Linked DNA regions of Macaca mulatta: region 2 is linked to region 1. A link is a contact called in public Hi-C data. All regions are on one chromosome and are shown on one strand. Each heading gives the region's core, a stretch centred on a gene start, on an enhancer-like site or on the middle of the called end of the contact. The rest is flanking DNA. Distances are from core to core; before and after follow the strand shown. Region 1 overlaps OTUD7A (OTU deubiquitinase 7A). Region 2 has its middle 110 kb from the start of MIR211.

Evidence for each region. A called contact is a pair of places that touch in the nucleus more often than the background predicts.
Region 2: a contact with region 1 is called in a Hi-C map of sperm, with 5 times the contacts expected there. The contact joins two enhancer-like sites. A contact is called at or near these places in 7 of 14 Hi-C or Micro-C datasets (CD4 T cells, blood, fetal cortex germinal zone and 4 more).

The regions. Positions count from the first base shown.
Region 1 is chr7:7,693,972-7,700,931 of T2T-MMU8v2.0, reverse strand. It overlaps OTUD7A (OTU deubiquitinase 7A), which reads right to left. Exons shown (of 13, transcript XM_028850656.2): 11 at 3,126-3,240; 12 at 2,868-2,952; 13 at 1-410. Among named protein-coding and RNA genes, the nearest start is that of KLF13, 150 kb to the left of the region's middle. Within about 2 kb of position 4,176, at least 10 of the 40 cell types and tissues checked have an H3K27ac peak or open chromatin away from gene starts, as enhancers often do.
Region 2 is chr7:7,987,270-7,994,229 of T2T-MMU8v2.0, reverse strand. No RefSeq gene overlaps it. Among named protein-coding and RNA genes, the nearest start is that of MIR211, 110 kb to the left of the region's middle. Within about 2 kb of position 3,854, at least 4 of the 40 cell types and tissues checked have an H3K27ac peak or open chromatin away from gene starts, as enhancers often do.

The DNA of each region.
Region 1 (6,960 bases), core at 2,927-5,426:
GTCTTCTCCGAGGGCGACGTGCTTGCCGACGCACCCGACTCCTCCTTGCTGCCCTTGCGCGACTTGGCCTTCTTCTCCTTGCCCCGCTCTGCCGAGTCCCCGTTCTTGCCGTTGGCGGAGTTGGCGCGGCCCATCTTGCCGTGCACCAGGCCGCCGAGACCGCCCATGTTTTTCTTCAGCTTGATGCCCAGTGTCTTGCTGAAGCTGCCCAGCTTGTTGGCCACGGAGTCGGCGCGCGTCTTGTCCTTCTCCTTGCGCTGCTTCTCCTTCTCCTTGTCCTTGCCGTTCTTGCCGTTATTGCTGTTGGAATTGCTGCACACCGAGTCGCGGTCCGAGTCCAGCGAGTCGGCCAGGGACTGCACGTCCTCCCCTGCCGAGGCCGTGGGAGACTCCGGTTGTGCCAGGGGCGCCTGTGTGGAGAGGGAGGGCCGGAGTGAAGATGGTTAGAGAAGAGCCGTCCACGGGCTGGCCGAGGAAGGGACACCTTGCCCCTGTCTTGCCAAGGCTGGGGCCCTCAAGGTTCACTGTCCCAGTCCCCACTGTCTCTCTGGTGACTATGGTACCTGGATGGGCGGTGCTGAAGGAAAGGAGCGGATAGGAGTGGGCTCTGATTCGCTGCAGTAGTAAAAGGATGTAGGGACTTCTTATCTGCGTGTGTCTTCTGGCCACGGAAGCTGGGGTGTACTCATTCTTTCTCTCTGGGGGACCTCAGGTACTTGGTAGCCTGGAACCCTGAGTGGGGGATTGGGGCATGGTGCAAATACCCCACTGGCCTTGGTCCCCAGAGCCTTGTCACAGTTCAGAGAATGATCAGGTTCACACTCTGGCCTTCCCCACTAACAAGGCCGCCTGCTTGACCAGACACAGGTCCCAGGCCAGCCTCTGTGAAGATGGAGGCCTTCAGGTGGGGAGGACACTGGGCCTGCACAAAACTGTCACCCTTGAAAAGATGTCCCGCCTCCTCACGCCAGGCAGGGGACAGAAACCTTGTACTCAATCTCATTCATCGGATCTTGAATCAAACACCCCCTTGATTCAGGGATGCCAAATCGCTTCAGGGGTTCCTTTCTCACTCAGTTTGGCAAGGTGGAGTGCTAAATTGAGGAGGATTCTGAAATAGGCCTGCGCTCAGCAAAAAAGATGTTCCCATTCCCAGAAAAGGGCCCCTGGGTGGTTTGGGGTGGGGTGACGCTGGGAAGCACGGCTTGGATGAGACCCACTGAGGTGGTCAACCAGTCTGAGGAGGGCACGACCATATCTGGGGTGGGGAGAACCTGAGAAAAGAGATGGGAGGGCAGAGAGGCAGGCAGCACCTACTGCGTCTGCAGAGGGACCTCCCTGGGTGAGGAGAGAATTCTGACTCACTGGACGAGAGGCAGGATCCCTCATGCTGGCTGCTGGGTGCTGCAGGAACTGGTGCCCATACCTGAACAGGCTTCCTTGGCCTCCAGGGGATGAGCCTGGGAGAAGGCTCCCATTGCTCCCCCACTTAATTTTTGTCTCCTCACCCCCAGGCCCCTCAAGCAAGTCCATGAGTCGGTGACTGTCCTGTGACCAGGTCACCCTGAAGCAAACGTGGGCAGAACTGACCCACACCACCTCCCACTCTGAAATTCCTTTCCCCTTCCCACCTGGGATAGGAAGGTGTGAAGTGTCTCAGACCAGTGTGTGAGACACTAAAGGGTGGACACGGGCTGGGCCAGGAACGGAGGTGCGCCTGGTGCTAGCAGGAGGGCACTGAGAGCGGGCTCGGGAGTCCCTGGCTGGAAGAACCCTTCCCACGGTTGTCAGCTGAGAGCCTTGCATCTGACATGAAGGCACCGAGGCCTGGCAATTGCAGGCAAAGCTATGCTCAGCCCGAGAGCTTCCTGATTCTAGATCCTGAGCCGCTGCCATCACTCCCCATGTGGGTGCTGAAGAACAACAGCCACAGCACCACCGGAGTGCTCCAGGCCTTTGAGAGGCAGCACTCAGACTGCCACCGACTGGCTGTCACTTATGCCATCAGTAAAATGGGGTATCAGTCCCCGCCTCGTGGAGCCCTGGGAGATGAAGTACAGGCAAAGGCCGGAGTCTGAGAGCACTGAGCAGTGCTGACCACCACCCGACTCCTTGACTTACACCTCTCCTTTACTAATTCCTTATGAGCCCCACTTCAAGCCTAAGTAACTGGCTGGAGAGGACCAATTATTTGCAGGCTGTTTTTTTTACAAATCTTTTTCCCTGGCAGCTCACTACTGAGATTTCAGAAAACATCAGTCAGATGCTTAAAATGAATCGCTCAGCGTCTGCAAGCAGGGGCAGCCCCGACCCTCTGGAGGCAGGCAGCCTCACGGGGCACGGGCCCCTCTCCTCACCTTCCTGCCAACTCCACCCACCAGCGTGCTGCCTCCGGGAGGGGAGGAAGGGGGCGCCGAGGAATCGCGCGCTCAGTTCCCTGGCTTTCTTGAGGACCCACACAGTTTATAATTAATTCCGCTCTGCGGCAGCACATTGTGTTCTGATCTCAGTAGAGATAGTTTTGTGTTGTGACTTGCCTGTTGCTTGTTTTCTGAGTGGGCGTGTTTATTCCTTCTGCAGAAAATAGGGGGACAAAAATCCTTTTACAAGAGTGCATGCTTGCGTGCACACATGCCTACACGTGTGTACACACCCACTGGGTCCAACCAGAGCCACTTCAAACCCCAGCCAGGGTGGCTAGGTCAAAGGGATGGGGGAGCTACTGGGCTGTGGGTATGGCGGGCGTGGGCGACCAGGCAGGGGCAGGCAAGAGTGTGGGAGCGTTTGGGAGGATGCACCCTGGCCAGGCTGGAGCTGAGCAGCCTGGACCCTACCGCCAGATCTGGTCCCAGCACAGCCAGGCTCACCCGGGTCTCGGAGGGGATCCGGATCCATGTCACGTTCATGTAGCTGTGGAGGAGGTTCAGCTTGGCTTCTAGCGACAGGATAAGGCTGGCAAGAGAAGAATACCCTATTGAAATGGTCGGAGCTGGCCCTTGTAGCACCCAGCCCACCTGCATGCCAGCTGTCCCAGGAGGAGCAGGGGTGGTACAGCCCCTCCCCAGGATGCCCCAGCCATAGCCCTCCCTGTGGGCGCTGGGGGAAGGGACAGAGTAGGGTCTTACTGGGCCAGCCGGGCGTTATCGTTGTCATCTTTCCCCCACTCCCAGTCCTTGCCAGGGTCCACTGCAAAGTGCAGAGGCAGCAGCTTGTGCTCAGAATCCGTCAGGGGGATCACGGCTGGAACAGAAGAGACAGAGCCGTGCTGGGAGCCGCGGCATTCCCCAGGGAGGATGGGAAGGAAATTCCCAAGCCAGGTGTTCAGGTGACAAGTGCACCGAGTGGAGATCTACACAGATCTGTGCCAGCAGGAGCATGAAGACCAAAACCACTATTGCTAGTTTTTAAAATTCCATATTTATTGTAGACAGTGGAGAGCAGTTGGAAGCGTCACCTGGACCCTGGGTCTCTTTGGGTCTGTCCAATGGCAGATACTCCGTTGGGCATCAGAATGGGAAAAAAGCTATTGCTGCTTCTGCTATTTCTAGGAAGGATCTAGGCAGGTTAGGCACACTTTGGGAGGCTACCTTGCAGGTGGGCCTGGGGCCCAGCTCTCCTGTCTCATCCCAGAGAAAGGCTGAATGTACAAGTCAGGTGAGCAAGGGTGTTGCTGACCTCTACGGATTTGTGATTTTGTGCCACAAGTCTGTGTCAGTGCCTGGGACCCGTGGACCCACCCACCCCTGCCCGTAGGAAGCTCACCTGTGCTGGGGACAGATAAGCAGGTTAACAAACACCTCATAATGTCAGGTGGTGAGGAGCCCTGGAAGGGTAAACAGCAGGCAGAAGGCAGTGATGGTGAAGCCTTTCTTGGGTGGGGTCAGAGGGTCCTTTTGAGGAGGTCACATGTCAGTGGAGACTGCAGTGACGAGCACCTGGCTGGTCATTTCTCAGAGGGATTGACTCATCACAAAAGCTCTGTGGTGAAACTCACCACTCGTGGGAAATCCTGGCTCACTCCAGGAGGGCTAGGGTGGAGGGGGTGTCTACAGGTTTGGGATCTTCTAGGAGCTTCTGAGCTACCTGATGAGAGGAGTTCCTCGTGACATGACTGACTCCTCCCAAGGGCATTGTCAGGGACAAGGGCAGGAGGAAGTGGGAGATGATCTCCCCAAGTCTTTCCTCGGAGCAAGCAGCAGCCTCCTGTGGGCTCCAGTTAGCTCCCCTGCAGGCCCCACTCCTAGAAGTCACACCACAGCAGAGAAGCACAGCCCAAGGCCTTGGGTCAGCTGCTTTGCCTCTTTGCTGGAGCCCGTGATTCACAGCAAGGCTGCCATGGCAAGAACAAAAAGGCAAGGAAATAGATCAAATCGAAGACTGAATACCAATAGTTGATTTGGTAAGAAATTGGAAAAACTGACTCAATGCTGCCCTCCAGTGTTGCTTAAGAGGAAAAGTGGGTACAAGTAATTCCCCTCTCCACCCCTGCACCTTTTCTTCCCCAGCCTCCCCAAGCTGCGAATAAGGGAAATGCAGCTTTGCTGACCAATGGCCAGCTCCGGGCTTTCCTTTCTTTTCTTTTTTCTTTTTTTTTTGAGACGGAGTCTCGCTCTGTCGCCCAGGCTGGAGTGCAGTGGCGCCATCTTGGCTCACTGCAAGCTCCGCCTCCCGGGTTCACGCCATTCTCCTGCCTCAGCCTCACGAGTAGCTGGGACTACAGGCACCCGCCACCACGCCTGGCTAATTTTTTGTATTTTTAGTAGAGATGGGGTTTCACTGTGTTAGCCGGGATGGTCTCGATCTCCTGACCTTGTGATCTGCCCGCCTTGGTCTCCCAAAGTGTTGGGATTACAGCGTGAGCCACTGCGCCTGGCCCGGGCTTTTCATTAATCTGGCTTGGGATTGGAAAGTGCAGTGCTCTGATTTGAGAGGTCAGGGGCAGCTTGGCCTGGCTTTGCTGCAGCCTGCTGGGTTCTGCCTTGACGTGGCCACCCTTCCCAGGTCTGAGCTGCAGAATAGACACACCCAGGGAGGGCTGCAAGGCTGGCTCAGGGACAGGTCTCCCTGGGGTGGTGCCCAGCAGCCTGTCCCATAGTTCTATGAGTCACTACACAAACAGAGAAGGGGTTAGCCTCGCTTCTTACTCACGGGGCAGGGGGTGGCACAGGCTCTCCCCATCCACAATGTTTCCCCGAATACAGCAGTGCAGCTCCTGGGAGTTCCAAGCCCCCATAAACAGATGGACCAAACCAAAGTGTCCAGGAAAACGACTCAGAAAGTGACATTTTAAATAAGCATCTCCTGTGGCTTTTAAAATCAAGCAAATTCAGGAAATATTGTTCTAGAACAAGAATAATCTGTTAGAAGCAGTTCCTGTGGGTGCAACTTGGACATTTTGGGTCTGGCTGTCCACCCGCTTCCCAGGGTAGAATTGCCATTGGAGAGCATCAGCCCAGCCACCACTCCATGTCTTAGCCACCCCGCCCCCAGGATTTAGGGGGAACAGGCACCTAGCGGCACCCATGGTCTGTGGGCAGAGGCAATGTGGGAAGTGTTGGGTGATGTGCTCAGGCATAGGGGGGCCTCTCCCCCACTTCCCTTCCATGGTGCCTGCAGAAGACAGCAGATCCCCACTAAAGAGCTGCCTGACAATTGAGAACACTCCCTTTAGACTTCCACTGTGTTAAGCCACTCTGATTTTGGTTTGTTTGTTTCAGACAAACCACCTAAGCTAAGACGGCACTCCCGTCACCCTCACCTCTCTATCATGGGGTTCCTGGGGACTCCTCCCCTCAACAGCAGGGCTGGAATGGACTCCCTTCCATTCCAGCTGCCCAGGGGTCCAGTGCACGGGGGGGAATACCCCTGAAGGGGCTACTGCCTGTCCTCCTAGAAGGGCCCTGCAGCCTTGCGGCCTAGATCTGGCTGGGGTGAAGGACCAGCTACTGAGAGAGGCTCTAGGGACGTGCCTGCTCACAACGGAAGACACCGAGGGGCTTAAAGACAGGCTTCTCTGCAGAGGGTCAACTGCGGCCTGTGGTGAGGGCTAGGGCTGCAGAGCCCAGGGACAGCTCAGGCCAGGAGGCCGTGAAAACAGGTCCTCCTTGTGAGCAGCGGCTGTTGGGGATGCTTCTACCTCTCACTGTACACTCTGACATTTCCCTATTGGAAACCTGGCTTTACCAGCGAGTAGCAGACGCACAGCGGCTTGCCCTCTGGTGGTAAATGTCTAGAACAGCAACTGCTTTTCAAAATGAGCCTAGAAAGGCCAGAAAGCTGTTTTGTTGTTGTTTTTGAAAGGCCTCTTGTATGTCCTTTAGCCTGGAAACACATAGTCATCATCTCATACTAGCCTGAATATCTTCTGAGTACTTTCTAAAAAATCAAGTACTTTTCTAAAAAAATCAAGATTTCTGGTTTTTGTCTCCGATGTGAGAAGCTGGAAGAGCATTGTTCCACCATGACAACGTGCCAGTCAAACTGCAAATTCACAACTTATCTTTAACCCAGCAGACAGCTGAAGTCACAGGGAAGCCGACTTATCCAATACCTAAGGAAAGACAGGTGCCTCCAAGGAGAGACAGACATGAGCTTAAGAAGGGCCAATTCAGCTGGACCGCAGTAAGAATAATTCAGCGAAAATGGTTAAATTGGTAAAGGAAGAGTATCAGCTAGTGAAATAGTACGGAACCCTGGGGTTGAAGATATAAAGGGAATTCACATGCACTTGCAGGCTCCTCTCCACAGGACCTGCCTGGTTCTCCCACAAAAGACTGGCAGGAATTCTAAGAGAGTGTCTCCATAGATATTTCTATCCCACCTCTACCAAGGAACAAAAGCTTAAACTGCAGAGTATAGGGCAACAAACACTGGGTGCACTAAGGGTCATGTTCTGTTACTCTAATTAAGCATGTGTCTTAGGCAGGCACTGTATCCCTGGATCTGGGGATGGGGGTGACC
Region 2 (6,960 bases), core at 2,605-5,104, 290 kb before region 1:
AGTCATCTCCCCCTGCTTCTGCTTTTTCTTGAGGCTTGCGTAGTTAAAAATAATAATAAAATCACACTTTTTGTATGCAAACCACAAAATACCCACTTTTAACTCTGACAGAATCTGGTAATTGTGTTCTCTCCATAAGAAGAGAGTGGAAGAGCTCATTTTAAAGACACGGCATAATTTAAGTGAACTCTTTTGAAAATCTGATGGTTGATACATTGCCCATTGTTCTTCATTAGATGTGAAAATAAAATCCTGGAAGATTTCTTGAGATGAGCGTTTTAGAGAAGAAACGACCCCCACAGACTCATTTTGTTTAATGCATCCAAGCACTCATGCGTGGCTGTAAACCCCATGAAACTCCCAAACTCAGAACTCCAGAAATGTCATCAAATTTTTGAAAGCATAAAACGCAGAGCAGCAAAGTGAAAAGAAACCCCACCGTAGGTGGCTAGGACCACAGCTGCTACTTGGGTGTCCCAAGGAATGACCGAAATGTGGTCGTTTCCTGGTGGGCCACCAAAGTGACCTCTTACTCTCCCCTCCTCAGCAACCGGGAGTCACCTTTGGATTGGAGGCAAGGTCCATCCTGGCCCCCGTCCAGCGAGACCTGCCTCCCACACCTGACTGGCCCCGCCAGGCCTGGAGGAGCTGGTGCGGTACCACCCTCTCTGCTGAGAGGCTTGGAGAAGCTCACTGAGGAGCTGTAGGTCTTGGCACCAAGGTTTAATCGTTGCCCCTGCCTCACTACCAATCCTGTGGGCAGGGTTGGCTCCCACCTGTCCTGGGCTCTTCTTGCTCCGACAGGACCCTGGGTTGCAGCCAGCACAAGGATCGCGAGCTCCAGTTCCTGAGCTGGGCCCCTCACTCAGAGCAAAAGGGCCTAAGTGGGGGTGATTTTGAGGAGCAAGAGGAAGAAGATATGGGTTCTGAAAAATCTCTTTTTTTTGAAACGGAGTTTTGCCCTTTCGCCCAGGCTGGAGTGCAGTGGTGTGATCTCAACGCACTGCAACCTCCGTCCCCCGGGCTCAAGCAATTCTCCTGCCTCAGCCTCCCTAGTAGTTGGGATTACAGGCGTGCGCCACTATGCCTGGCTAATTTTTGTATTTTTACTGGAAACGGGGTTTTGCCGTGTTGGCCAGGCTGGTCTCCAACTCCTGACCTCAGGTGATCCGCCAGCCTCGGCCTCCCAAAGTGCTAGGATTACAGGTGTGAGCCACCGCCCCCGGCCACCGAAATCTTTATATTCATCAATAAGGCCCACAGATCTTCCACACCGGCATTGGTACTATTCCAGAAAGCAGGCTTTGGTTACAGTTTTGGCCAATATAACCCTGGACAATGAACCAGCTGTGCAGCCCACTATACAACACCCTCAGCTTATTCAGTAGGTTACATAAAAGGGGAAGAAGGCAAATACATACAAGAGTGTGCAGAGAAGCACCATTTGTTTTGTTATTGAATTATTAATAATTTAATTTATGAATTTAAAATGTGACAAGGGTAAAATAGCACAGAATTGGCATGCTATGTTCTCAGTATTCACCCCATCCCTGTGGGCCTTCATAACCACCCCACAGTGACATCCTACTGTCTACAACTACTTTCTGTACTACACTGTCTACACTCTGTCTGCCCATGACCCACCATCAACAAACACCCTCCTGTCTACACCTATGACCTGCATTAATGTGTATACTTTCTATTCCTACTATCTGTGTCCTAATGTCTACACTCTACTGTCTATACCTACTATGTGTGTGCTAATGTCTATACCCTACTGTCTATATCTACTAGCTGCATCCTAATGTCTACACCCTACTGTCTCTATCAATCGCCTCTAACATCTACATCCTATTGCTCCAACAAGGCAGATTCAGGTGGCCTTCATCAGAACCCGTGTAGACTCCAGGAGGCTGGGGCAGCCAGAACAGAGTGCTTCCAACCTGCGATCTGTGTGGAGCCTGGCGCTGCATGACCTCCTCACATCTTTTAGAAGACAAAATGGTGCAGCAGGCCAGCGCACTCCAGTCTGTAATGTGCATGTGAGTCTCCTGGGGATCTTGTTCACACCCAGTTTCTAGTGAACTCCTAGGGGATATTATGCTGTGGTCCTCAAACCACACTTTGACAAAGTAGCAAGAAGCTAGATGATACCTTGGCCAGGAGGATTCAGGACTGGCTGAGTCATTATGCCCTACAGGATAGTGTCAGAGTCAGTAGCACAAGCACAGTGACCTTCCCAGCCTTCCTCCTCCTGCTCCCCGCCCCGGGAGCTTCTGTTTGGAGAAACATGGGCCCATTTCCCTTTCGGTGAGGTGTAGGAGGATGTGTCCTGCTGGAGGACTTCTCCTGCACTCCTGGTGAGGTATCCTTCATCCTCCTTGTTACTTCCCTCTCTGTCTTCCTTTCCTGCCTGGAGCTCAGACTCAAGCCAATGCCACAGGAGGAGCCTATTTTCAAGCAGGAGAATGAAAACCATTTTGCAGACATGGTGGGGTGCAGGGCTGTGGAGCCTGGCCCTGGAGGTGTTACAGAGCGTGTCTGTGTCCTGGACTGCTCACCGCCAGGCTTCCAGGCGCTGAGAAAAGCACCTCACTTGTTACCTCACCATTCTGCAGTTTTCTTTTACTGTCAATAGAGGCTCCAAACAATGATCCCCATGGGGGGTTTGCTTGGCCAAATATGAGAAAAACTTCACAAAAGGCCACCCCCATAGGATATAATGTACAGCCAGATGGACTTCAAATGACCCTGATCCTTCACACTCAGGGATATTGATCTCAGCTTAATTTGGCACTTAATGAAAATAGGGAATTACTTGAGAGCAGTAAAAATGTACTCTGTGAATAAAAAATACTTAATTACAGATGTAAGTGAGAAACTTAAAAGCTGCATAGACCAAAAGAGAGGGAAGTAATTTGCCAAGCACCACCCACGTGCCGGGCTTTCTATATTTTACCTCTGAGTCCTCGCAAAGGCCCTGGTAGAATGACTCACTACTGTTCAAACGTAAGCCGCAGACAGTGCAAGTCCACCGAGAAGCCGACAGTTTCCTCTCAGGGACCTTCACCTGCCCAGGAACTTTCCACCCTGGAAATGGCTCTAGCAATATTCTTGCATGGCTTTGTTTAATGTATTTACAAAAGTAAGATATTTTGATTTTTTTATTAAAGAGTGTTCCAGTTACTCTGGCTGTGTAACAAATTGCCCCCTTATGTAGTGGCTTTAAACAATAATAATCAGAGCTGGATTTCCTGTCTAGACAAGATCATTTAAACTTGTTTCCTCTTGCTTCTCCCAACTAGATACACCCTGGAAATAACAGAAAAGACAACCAAAGGAGCACTGGGAAAGGCTGTAGGATGAAGGCAAACTGGTTGGGCCACAGGACTGGATAAACAGTATGGAGGTGGCCACCTTACAACTCCTTCCCAGATATGAAACGATGACCGAGGCCCAGCGTTTCCTGCCAGCAGCATAAGGTGGCCAGGGTGGCTCATTTCTCCCATAATGGGAGCTGGAGTCCCGCTGACAGCACCAGGCGAGCCCAGCAGAACTGGCCAGGGAGATCCGTCACAAGCCCAGCAGACACTCCGCTGCCAGGGGACGTGCTCTCCTGCCCTGTCAGGTCTGAGACTCCATTCCTCAGTTGCAGAAACCACACAGCTTGCGGGTCACGGGGGTCAGCAAAGAGGATCCCACCGTAACAAGCACCCAGCCTGGGAAACTTCGTTGTCTCTGCGAGGCTGTGACTCCCTTCCCTCCCTTGAGACTGACGCTGAGATAAATATACCAGGCAATGGGTGGCATTATCGAGGAGGAAGTGCCCTCACCACAAGTGCCTGGCCGAGGGAGCACTCTTCCCCGCTGTGGCTGGAGACACACTTCCTTCACCTAGGAAGCACCAGGCCGCATGCCTGAGGAAATTCCTTCTGCTCCCTCAATCAGTACCTGCAGAGACCAGTAGGAGCCCCAGGCTCAAGAGAAAAATCAAGCAGACTAAAAAAGCACAGCAAGGTCTCTGAAAATCAGACGTTACTGCAACCACAGCCCACAAAAGTAGGTCACACCTGCATTGCTAAACCTAAACAGGGTAGTTGCCTACTAAAATAAAAAGTTTAAATAAGACCTGGAATTTCCTAACCTATGACCCAACATTCCAGGCCACAGTAGAAAGTCATCTGTCATACCAACAACCAGGAAAATTGCACCTTAAATGAGAAAAGCAACCACCTGATACCCGCAGTGAGATGAATCAGATGTTGGAATTATTTAATAAAACAATTATTTTTATTTTAGTTTAGTTTAATTTAGTTCTTCTGAGACAAAGTCGCACTCTCTCGCACAGGCTGGAGTGCAGTGGCACAATCTCGGCTCACTGCAACCTCCGCTTCCTGGATTCAAATGAGTCTCCTGCCTCAGCCTCCCGAGTAGCTGGGATTACAGGCATGCACCACCACGCCCGGCTAATTTTTTTTGTATTTTTAGTAGAGACGGGTTTCGCCATGTTGGCAAGACTGGTCTCAAACTCCTGACCTCTAGTGATCTGCCCGCCTCTGCCTCCCAAAGTGCTGGGATTACAGGTATGAGTCACCACACCTGGCCAATTTGACAAAACTTTAAAAACAATCATAAAACTAATTATAGAACTGAAAAATACAACAAAAGAAAAAAAAATTCACTGGATGGACTAAATAGTGAAGTGGACACAACAGAGGATAGAATCTGAACTTTAGGACAGATCAATAGAATTTACCCAATCTGATTAACAGAGAGAAAATAAAGAAATAGGCAAGTAGGCTGGGAGCGGTGGCTCATGCCTGTAATTGGTGTATATGCACCAAATATCAGATCTCTTAAATCTATGAAGGAAATAGTTACAGAATTGAAGAGAGAAATACACAGCTCTACAATAATAGTCAGATATTTTAGTACTCCGTTTTCGCTTATGGATTGCTGTGGTTTGGATCTGTGTCCCCACCCAAATTTCATGTTGAATTGCAATCCTCAGTATTGGGGGTGGGGTCTGGTGGGAAGTGATTGGATCATGAAGATGGCTTCTCATGGTTTAACATCATCACCCTAGTGCTGTCTCACGATAGAGTTCTCATGAGATCTGGTTGTTTAAAAGTACGTGGCACCTCCCCAGTCTTTTCTTCCTCCTGTTCCAGCCATGTAAGATGTGCCTGCTTCTTCTTCATATTCCACCATGATTGAAAGTTTCCTGAGGCGTCCCCAGAAGCTGTCATGCTTCCTGTACAGCCTGCAGAACCATGAGCCAATTAAACCTCTATTATTTATAAATTACCCAATTCCAGGTATTCGTTTACAGCAATGCAAGAACAGACTAATACATGAATAGAACAACCACATATAAAATCATTGAGAAAACGGAGGACTTGAACAACAGCATAGACCAATTGATCTGACAGATATATATAGAACACTACACCTAACAAGAGCAGAATGCACGTTTTTCTTAAGTGCACATGGAACATTCTCTAGGGTAGATCATATATTAGGACACAAAACAAGTCTTAATAAATTTAAAAAGATTGAAATCATACAAAGTAACTTTTCTGATCACAATGGAATGAAACTAGAGATCAATAGCAGAAGGAAAACTGGAAAAAACCACAAATGTGGAAATTAGTATGTGAGAAATAAATAACACACTTTAAATAACCAATGGGTCAAAGAAGAAACCACAACTGAAATTAGAAAATATATTGAGAAAAATAAAAACAAAACACAACATGTCAAAACTGTGGGTGCAGCGAAATCTGTGCTAAGAGGAAAATTTATAGCTGTAAATGCTTACAGTAGAAAAGAAGAAAGATCTCAAATCAACAATCTAACTTATACCTTAAGAAACTAAGAGAGGAAAAACAAACTAAACCCAAAGGTAGCAGAAGGAAGGAAATAATAAAAATTAGTGAAGAGATAAATAAACTAGAGAATAGAAAAACAATAGAGAAAAATCAATGAAACTAAAGTTGGCTATTGGAAAAGATCAACAAAATCAGCAAATATTTAGCTGAATTGCATAAGAAAAAAGGAGAGGACTTAAAAAACTAAAATCAGAAATGAAAGAGGGTACATTAAAACTGATTTTGCAGAAATAAAAAAGGATTGTAAGAGAATACTATGGATGACTGTCAACAGATTGGATAACCTAGATGAAATGGGTAAATTCCTGTAAACACATGATCTACTAGACTGATTCATGAAGAAATAGAAAAGCTGAACAAAACTAGATCCATCAAGGAGACTGAATTAATAACAAAAAAGCTCCTAACAAAACAAGGACCCTGGATCAGATGTATTCTACCAAGAATTTAAGTAATGAATTAACACCAATCCTCTGCAAATACTCCCCAATAAATTGAAAAGGAGGGAACACAGTCTAACTCATTCTAAGTGGTATTACTTTGATACCAAAACCAGAAGAAGACACTAAAAGGAAAGAAAACAACAGATCAATATCTCCAATGAATACTAATGCTAAGATCCTTAACAAAATACTAGTCAACAGAATTCAACAGCATATTAAAAGAATTATACATCTTGATAAAGTGGGATTTATTCCTGGAATGCAAAGATTGTTCAATATATAAAAATCAATCAATGTTTTTTATTTTACATCACATTAGTAGAATGAAGGAAAATAACCACGATTATTGCAATTGATGCAGAAAACATCTCAATTTATGTTGAATTTTACAAAAGTCAACACCCTTTCATGAGAAAAACACTCAACAGAGTAGGAATATAAGGAAACTACCGCAACATAATAAAAGCCATATATATATCATGCCTGTAATTCCAGCACTCTGGGAGGCTGAGGCAGGTGGATCACTTGAGGCCAGGAGTTCGAGACCAGCCTGGCCAATATGGTTAAAACCCTGTTTCTACTAAAAATACAAAAATTAGCCAGGCTTGGTGGCACATGCCTGTAAT